2 separate regions of the Mus musculus genome follow, and region 1 is linked to region 2. A link is a contact called in public Hi-C data. All regions are on one chromosome and are shown on one strand. The core of a region is the stretch at or near the end of the contact, and the rest is flanking DNA. Distances in the headings are between cores, read along the strand shown. Region 1 overlaps Lrp2 (low density lipoprotein receptor-related protein 2). Region 2 has its middle 15 kb from the start of Dhrs9.

Region 1 (4,561 bases), core at 574-3,073, 63 kb before region 2:
CAGTGGCCTGCATCTCAGCTTCACCATCCACAGTCACGAAGCTGCGCCCGGATACAGCCCTGGGAATAGTCAGAGCCCTGTGTCGTGGCAGAGATGTGAGGCTTAGCAGCCATGCTGGGGGGTGTTCACTGTTCTCAGTCATTCCTAGTCACCCGTGCCAGAGCAAGGGGTATGAGTCTATTAGAGATCCTGGAGACATAGGGCCCTATGACAGAAACAGGGAACTATGTCATAAATGAATGGCTGAGAGACGGTATTATGAGGCTGCTTATCTGAGAGGGCTAAAGTGAGAGGGACGGCCTGTTCTGAAGAGTATAGAGGTCTGAAGTTAAGATTTGCTCCGAAGGCTTATTACTCTGTACCTGTAAGAGAAGCTGGAAGGAGAGGCAGGTGCTTTCCATTAGCCTGGACTAATGGCTCAGCGCTGGTTCCCGATCCATCAGCTTTTGGCCTGTCCTTCCTTTGTCTATGCAGCTACAGGAAAGAGCTATCAGTGTTTGCTAGTGATTTCCGATTCAACATATAGTATATTTTAATATGAAGTGATAGAAATATTTTTCAAAATGAGCTCTTTCTTAAGAGCAAAAAGATTTGAATCTTGAAAGAGTCTCGTCTGCTCTTTGATAATGTATCGTGGGATAGAGATGACATCTTGTCTGGTATTTTTCACATGAAATAAAGTGAGGCCATGCATACAAACAAAATGGAGAATGTAAAATACAAGGAGTATACTGACTTCCTTGTAATATCTATTCAGGGTGATATGGGTTTAAAGAATAGCTGCGTAATTATGTGAATTTGACAAAAAATAGAAAAGTATTAAGGCTGTTTGCTTACTGTTTTTTAAAATTCATCCTCTTTTAGGTAGTCCTCAAATTTGCTCATTTTATTCCTTTTGCTATTTATTTATTTATTTATTTATCTTTGGAGACATAGTCTCACTGTGTACCCCAGGCTGGCCTCAAACTTACAGATATTTGTTTGCCTCTGCCACTGCTTGGATTAGTGTTGTAGCTACACACCTGACCACACTCATTTTTTTCCTTAATATTCAAAGAGGATTCTGTGCACTGCGTCTGTGTGGCTGTTACTTGGTGTTGTTACTTAGCTAGCACTTGGTTGCCAGTATGCAACTGGAACACCTGTTATTACAAATTATGGTCAAGGTGGGAATGAAGGGTGTAGACAATGTAGCAGGGGTTACATCAATGAGTGTGTGGCAATGAGGGGTGTCCTCGCCTACCACATTTGATATCTTAGGTGACTTAGTGGTTGTTGCACTTATTTGGGGAAGGTGGAAGTGGCATTTAGTTTACAGCTGCTAGTGTCACTTATCAGATTGAAAAGGTACGTGACTGTGTCTGTGGGGGATAAGGTGGCAAACAGAACCCAGATCTACTTATTCACATATTCATTTCTTCTTTCAAAACCGTGTAGGGACCGTCAGTAAGCTCACAGGTGACTGTACCAGAAAATGTGGAAAACCAGAACTATGGAAGGTCCATAGATCCTTCTGAGATAGTTCCAGAGCCAAAGCCAGCCTCCCCTGGAGCTGATGAAACTCAGGTAATGATAATTGACTCATGAAAAGAAATTTGCAAAGAACTTGGACATTTCTGAGTTGATGCTAATCCACGGAAGACTACGTACATACAAATGAAAACAAAATTGTAGATTTAGTATGTCTTCATGAAAAGGACATAGAATCTGGGACATTCACACAACATGCACAGTAATGTGCTGAGGATACATATAAAAGAGAATGCACCTTTCCAAGTTGCTCTTAGTGCCTTACTACCATTACCAATGCCGACCACCAGGTGGCACAATTTTATTACCTTGTCCTCTGTGTCCAGCTACACCTAATTGTCCATCCAACCATCCCACAAGCATTGCTGTATTACCGTGCCAAGGAAACTAGTCCAGGAGACAAAAGTCCTGCTTGATGAATCTTTCTTTATCATATATGCTATATCTTCACATATCCTAGAATATTTGGGATGCAGTTTAACAAGCACCTTTGAAATGAAATTGTATAAAATGGACAGTGTGCTGCTAGCTTTAAAGAACGTGCGTTTAGCTATCCCAGATCTACATGCTGGATTCTAGACACTCATTTTACCCCTGAGAACTGTAGTCCTTACCAGTTCCCTTCACAAGGGGATCCATGGGCAAATTGGAAATGATAGCACTTCCGGATAAAAAACACTGTGAGACATTTAAATGTTCCTGGTCCTTGTGCAGAGAAACTCAGTGGTGTGTTCTTTAATTCAGTGTGGCTGAGAGAAAAAAAAATCACCTCTTACATGTACACATGCATAGACATGCAAACACACACACACACACACACACACATACATACACAAACACACACACACACACACACACACATACACAAACACAAACACACACACATACACAAACACACACACACAAACACACACACCATAGAGAGGAAGATTTTGGTTCACTGTTTTTCTAGGGACTTTTTTTCTCCTTAAGCTACATTTAAAAGTGGACATTGAAGATTTGTTTTCCACAGCCACCAGAATACTTGAAATATCAAATGTTCAGTCCCTAGGTCTGGCTGTACTCCAAGGCAGTGTCTGGTTTACTTCTTTATTCTTAACATTTCTTTCCAGTCAATTCTCGATCTTAGGGACCTTTCTTAGAGGTAGCTTGGTCTGTAAGGAGAGGCAATGTGGCAAGAAGCTGTTCCCTCCCCCCACTCCAGGTCCCAGAAACAGAACGGGCATGGGGGTTTGTTGGGAATGCGAGTCAACCTTCGCCAATTGCAGCATAGCTCCATGCCTCCGTCTGTGCTGCCCACTGGTTCTTGCACTGATCCAGGCCGAGACCTTCCAAGTTCTGCTCCCCAGCGTCTGTCCAGAGATCCTGTATCTGTGACCCCCGGACACTAAATTGTCACTTGGCTCAGCAGAATCACTTGCTTAGGTCACCGAGGACACGAACTTCCAAAGGAGTCTCTCAAGCTTAGATTTCTTAGTAAATATACAGAGAATACTCAGAATTCAGACCCCGTCACTCAAACCTGTCATTTCCCACAAGTTGCATGGACACACATTGGATCTCCTTTAGAGACGAGGACGGCCATATTCCTCTTGTTAGCAATTACTTAGTTGCATGGAGCTATTGCAGACCAAGACAATGACTTAAGGTGTTGGCCTTCTCTACTTAACTTCACATTTCCAAACATATGGCTCTGACTTCCTTCTCCTTTTTCCTCTGTTTGGTGACACAGAGAGTGGATGTGTGGGTTGGGTGAGTGGTCTTGCCTTTCTTCCGTAGTCATGTGCTCCTGGTACCAAATTTCCCACCCATCCTGCAAAACACATGGGTTACTTGATCTTCCATAGGGGGAACTTGTTAACCAGGTGGCCAACACTACAACCACTCCATAAGGTGGGGCCAACTCACTGGTGTGTGAGTGACTGGGGTTTTCTCTTTGGGTTCTTCAGTACATAGGCCTCTCTGCTAGTCTACCACACTTTAGCTATTTGTCCTGCTGTGACTCAGTGTGTCATACAGGAGGAACAAAAAAAACCTGCATCAAAGGATTATTGAGATGAAAACAACCCCACAAACCTTAAAGCAATTCCCGATGCACAGCAAACACTCAGTAAATGTCAGTTGTTGCAGATGATGGTGATAGTGATGGTGATAGTGGTGGTGGTGGTGGTGATGATAGAGGATGTGTCGAAGTGAGAGGGATATTCTGGCCAAGACATAGTTTTGGAAATAAGAGACATAATTTGGGTTTTCCTTGAGCTTCTAGGCTGCTCTAGAAGTCTGCCTCTGTCTTAGTGTCTTGTATACTCTGTATCTGACTGGCTAGATGGCAGTCTTCTAGATGGCATGAGTCCAGATTCTCCATCTGCACATTTTACATTGAGGAAAGATTTTGAAGTTGTTACATAAAAACACCTGAGAGTCTTAGCTACTGTACAGGGACAGTTGAATAATATACTACTTAACCCACACCCTTAAGTTAATATGCTTTCAATAGAGTTTAAAAACCTAGGAAAAGACACCTATAAAGAAAACAAAATAGAAAACTCCATTACTGAAAACCGTCCATCTCCTCTTTCTGTTTAGGGCACAAAATGGAATATCTTCAAACGAAAACCCAAGCAGACAACGAACTTCGAAAATCCAATCTATGCAGAGGTAACTTTTAATCCCTGTTCTAAGTACAGACATTCATTGTTTGGCTAGGTTGGGCACACATTGAGGTTATTCTGGACAAACTGACCAAGGTTAGTCCTTATACAGAACTGTTTATGATCATGCCGGGAACATAAAGCCATGTCATCCATGTCTTGTTGTGGTTGCAGATGGACACTGAGCAAAAGGAAGCTGTGGCTGTGGCTCCCCCTCCATCTCCTTCTCTTCCTGCTAAAGCTTCAAAAAGAAGTTCGACTCCAGGCTACACTGCCACAGAAGACACCTTTAAAGACACCGCAAACCTTGTGAAGGAAGACTCTGATGTATAGCCTTGCCAACTCTCTAGGGAACATTTAGACACTCACTTTTGCACATA
Region 2 (4,630 bases), core at 617-3,116:
AGTGCTATCCTAAGAGCTATCAAGTATCTTACAAAACCCCCAACACCAGGCATAAAAATCTCTCTTTTGAAATGTTGGTCAGGGTTGTCCAAGACACTCCCAAAACATTGTAGACAATTTCTATTGCCCTTTGTTGAGCCCTCTTCCCCAAGAGGTATAAGGTAAATCCATATTGCTGAAGACACTATGGACTTTGAACACAGGACCCAGAAGATTTGAGTTGGATCTGACCTGAAAGTTTCCTTCTTGAGGACTGGCTTTCATGGTGTCAGAAGGTACTATTTAGGTTCCCAAAGGAGGGAAACAAACAATATTTCTACCAATCTGTGATGCTTTTGAATTACAACAATGATCAGATTGGCAGGATACCCCTAAGGATGTAATAGTGGCATATGCACATTGTCAGTGAGCAATAGCTCTTTAATTGGACTTACAGGAGGGAAATCATGTCTTGTACTGGAAACCTAGCCAACTACCTGGGGCTAGTGATGTCAAAGATCTTGGAGGAGAACTTACAACCACCACTTAACTAAATCAGCAAAATCCTACCACATTTTAAAATATTTATCCTTACTCCTACAGATAAGGTAGTTCACAGCCCTCATTAAGTAAAGTTCTTTTTGCAACAGATAGAAACCATTATAGAAACTGGCAGAATGCAGAATTGCAGAGTAAGGTCCTAACTGATCCATCTATAACACAGCTCCTGCACTTAATGCTCTGGCACCATTGCAGAAGAGGGAGGGAAAAGACTGTTAGAACCAGGGGAACAGGAAATTGGTGTAGGATTGTGTCTCCTGAAAACACCAGAGAAGCTACACCTATGAAGTCCCACCAACATGGCTATCTAAACATGAGCTGTGTAAGGATACTGCCAATAGACATCCTAATGTGGACGGGGAAAGGCTCACAAGTCCTCAAAGCTAGGCAAAGAACTACAGGTAACTAAGGAATGCTGGGAACAGGAGACATTATCTTCCCTAGGGAAGACCACAGCAGTTCATTTCTCAGAATCAAACAGGTCCTGAAAACAGACATACAACCAACATTATCTGGACTGAGCAAAGTCTATGTATCTATTTATGAATACACATGGTGAGCAGGTTATATTTATATATTTACATTACATACATAAATACATACACATATAACATACTTGCACATACACACACAACACATATGGGTATATCACAATTAAAAGAAGAGGGCATGAATTTGAGTGAAAGCGTGGTGGTGGTACATGGGAAGGGTTAGAAAGAAGGGAGAAAATGGGGAAGTGTCTTAATAGTATTATAATCTCTAGAAAAGAAGTCTGTCTGGGAAGAGGAGTTGGAGATTGAGATGAGATATGATAGCGTTTCTCTGTGCCAAGAAACAGTGACTGGTGGTGTGTATCCATGGAAAGCAATGGAAGTTCATTATTCTTTCCTTCTTAGCCATACAGAACACATGCAGAGGAAGATGGCGAATGACTGCTGTCAGCACCAGGCTTGGGGAACTGGAACTGGAAAATAGAAGCATGGATATTATATAGAAAAGCTCTCCAAAAGGGTAGCTAAAGGGAACTTCCTAACTTGTAGGGGAACAAGGAGCCCCGACCTGTACCAGAGCATTCTAGTTAGGTGAGAGGGGACAAAGGAAGACAGTCTGGGCATAACCTCAGAAGCTGGAACTCTGGTCTCATCATAGCTGGGAATTTGGCTAGGAAGGAAAGTTACACCCACCGGGCAGGTCCTAGTCCTGTCTTCAAGGCTCCAGGACACTGAGGCAAGGAAGAGGGAATATGAGGAGAGGGAAGGTGCTCTTTCCACTCTCTCAGTGGGAGAATGAAGACTGGAGGGACTAGAAAGTGAAGCCAGTTCCAGGAGCTACAGGAAAATGCTGAGGTAGCCTTGGGATGAAGCCAGGAAGAAGGCAGTCATTAGCAGGGTCAGATTCTGCAGAGGAAGTCTCCTAGAGGAATAGACTCCTCCTCCTTCTCCTCCTCCTCCTTCTCCTCCTCCTCCTTCCTTTCTTCTTCTTCTTCTTCTTCTTCTTCTTCTTCTTCTTCTTCTTCTTCTTCTTCTTCTTCTTCTTCTTCTTCTTCTTCTTCTTCTTCTTCTTCTTCTTCTCGGAGAAATGCAGCTTCCATGTAGTAACAGGATTTGAAATTCAGCATGAGATTGGCAGAGAAAGGTGTGATCTCACTGACTTCAATAATTAATAAATGATAATCTGATACATACCTCCTTAAGAGATTGTTTCCTGCCAAGTACACTAGCAGGAAAACAAGATAAGCTGCCAGACCTCATTTTCTTGGATCACTCAAATAACCTATTTCTCTACTTCCCAGCTTGCGCAACCCAAACTACCCAGCAGTTAGAGAGCTTGCAAGTCAGACCACATGCTCTTCACTGGTAGGGTTCAAACCTGGAACAACGGGCTGATGTGCCTATTTAACATATCAAAATGGACACTGGCCACCAAGTTCTCCCTGCAATCCCTCAGTCCCCAGGAGTTACTGGACCCTCCTAGCTGGCAAAACCCTCCCCAACCCTTAACTTTTCAGTCCACGTAGCTGGGCTTCTCTTCCCTATATAATCCAACCATTTTGGCTATCCTCACCTTTTGTATCTTTATCCTGGTTCCCCTCTCTGCTCTCTCTCTTCTCTCCCTGTCCCAGTCCCCACATGACCCCAGGGTCATGATGACTCTGGACTCTCCCAGATGTGTCTGCCTCTATCTATGTTCTCACACATGTCTATAACAAACTTTCTCCTCCACCATACCTAGGAGCAGTCATGGCCGTATAAAGAGAGTCACAAGGTCTGCATGATCGCTCTTCTGAATCAAATCAGCAGAAACAAACGATCCATATATGGCTTAGGAGAACCAAATGAGCCGCTTGATTCTATAAGAGAGGCCAAGTCCCTTGGTAGGGTTTTGAGTACCAGATGAACAAACATGAGGACCTAACATTCCAAGGTATTTGAGAAGGTTTTCATTGCAAATACCAGGGAGAGTATAGCCAGGGGCACTTGGAAGAGTCCAGAGCAGGGAGAGAAAACAGTAGACTAAATATGGTCAATAGATTGAACTGGGGCTAGGAGAGGAGAGAGAGAGAGAGAGAGAGAGAGAGAGAGAGAGAGAGAGAGAGGAAGAGAGAGGAAGAGAAGAGAGAGGGACAAGGGAGTGGAGTAGACCAAGACAGCGGTGAGAACTAAGAGAGCAGAGGGCAGAGAGCCAAGAGAGAGCACATGGCTTGTGTAGGAAATTAGGAGCTGGAGGAAAGGCAGCAAAGCTCAGGGTCTGGAGACATTGAGGGTAGGGACAGGGTGAAAAGATCTAAGAGCCAGGATACCAGCATGGGACTCTGTACAGACCCTTGCTGAGAGTGCCCAGAGGCCAGCATGTGATTTGGTAAGCTACTAGACCACAGTTAGCCCTTTGTCCTGGAGTTTTCTTTTGGATCTAACATTCCAGCTTGTTGTTGATGGTAAGGGGCAACTTAATTACTTCTTGGTTGAACTTTTGATGTTGGGATCCAATGAAGGCTGATATTCTAGTCAAAGCTAGGAAGGGAGAGAAGAGTGCAGGCCTGGTGATCTCTGTTTCACTGGCCATCCAGGTTCTGAGGGACCCCCTGGGGCTGGTGACATGTAGGCTGCTTTCTAACCCTTTGGGATGCAGGGGCTTAGGTTGATCAGAAATTCCATCAGAAGCTCCTTTGAGGACTGGCCAGTTTGCAGCAGTTTGCAGTCTGCCATTGCTAGGGTAGACAGACTAGGGACAGAAGGCAAAGTGAAGATTTGGGAAAATTCTTTATCTTGGGTATACTTGAAACTTCTAGGCTTATGGTCCTGGTAGTCAAAGTCAAGTGGAGTCCCAAAACCGGGAGGAAAGGGAAAGCTATTCTTAGGGGTAGCCAGTAGAGGGAACAGCTTAGGCTGTTAATTGACGGGTATCTCTGAAGCTTACATGAATATTTTTTTAAGTTTACAAAAAGAGATGAAAGCTTTAGATACACTAACATCACCATTGTTTGTAACTTGTGCTGAAATCCCCATTGGAAGTATCTATAACCAGCTAGAGGACAACCGTGCCTCTGGGTACTAGTTAAGTTATGGTTTGGGGTTTAAAGCATGAACACGCTTATCTTGGTCCAGAAAGGCTGGGTATTTTGATCAGAGAGAGATACAGCGACCAGCACTTTCACTTTTAAGTCTATACTTATAAGACAACCGAAGTAAATTTTAATATTTGAGTTTGTGATTATGATAAGAGTAGTCAGTGCCTCACCGGGGGAGGGGAGGGGGAGGGGAGGGGAAGGAGGGGAGAGAGGTCTACCAGAGATAGGTGGAGAGAGGGAGGAGGGGGAGAGAGAGGGGACAGAGAGGGAAAAAGATGAGAGAGAGAGAGAGAGGGAGAGAGAGAGAGAGAGAGAGAGAGAGAGAGAGAGAGAGAGAGAGAGAGAGAGAGAGAGAGAGAAGGGTCAGAGAGAGCTCAAGAGGTGAAACAAGTCTTTTTATAGCAAGCCAGGCTCAGACCTGACTGTTGCTAGGTAACTATTGGGTGGAGCCTAGCTAACATTATCTATTAAGTATACCTGATTTTAAACAAACTTTATTTGTATTTTTGGTTTTTCTTTTGT

Evidence for each region. A called contact is a pair of places that touch in the nucleus more often than the background predicts.
Region 1: a Hi-C map of bone marrow-derived macrophages shows a contact between it and region 2, with 2.9 times the contacts expected there. The contact joins two enhancer-like sites. A contact is called at or near these places in 1 of 15 datasets of contacts at CTCF or cohesin (CD8 T cells), 13 of 484 Hi-C or Micro-C datasets (the Patski cell line, Th2 cells, bone marrow and 9 more) and 2 of 115 datasets of contacts at active chromatin or transcription factors (bone marrow-derived dendritic cells and bone marrow-derived macrophages).

The regions. Positions count from the first base shown.
Region 1 is chr2:69,425,598-69,430,158 of GRCm38.p6, reverse strand. It overlaps Lrp2 (low density lipoprotein receptor-related protein 2), which reads left to right. Exons shown (of 79, transcript NM_001081088.2): 77 at 1,438-1,566; 78 at 4,117-4,188; 79 at 4,356-4,561. The coding sequence ends at 4,514. Among named protein-coding and RNA genes, the nearest start is that of Gm36393, 22 kb to the right of the region's middle. Within about 2 kb of position 1,823, at least 2 of the 459 cell types and tissues checked have an H3K27ac peak or open chromatin away from gene starts, as enhancers often do. A contact at or near this core is called in bone marrow-derived macrophages, where this site is marked.
Region 2 is chr2:69,362,732-69,367,361 of GRCm38.p6, reverse strand. No RefSeq gene overlaps it. Among named protein-coding and RNA genes, the nearest start is that of Dhrs9, 15 kb to the left of the region's middle. Within about 2 kb of position 1,866, at least 2 of the 459 cell types and tissues checked have an H3K27ac peak or open chromatin away from gene starts, as enhancers often do. A contact at or near this core is called in bone marrow-derived macrophages, where this site is marked.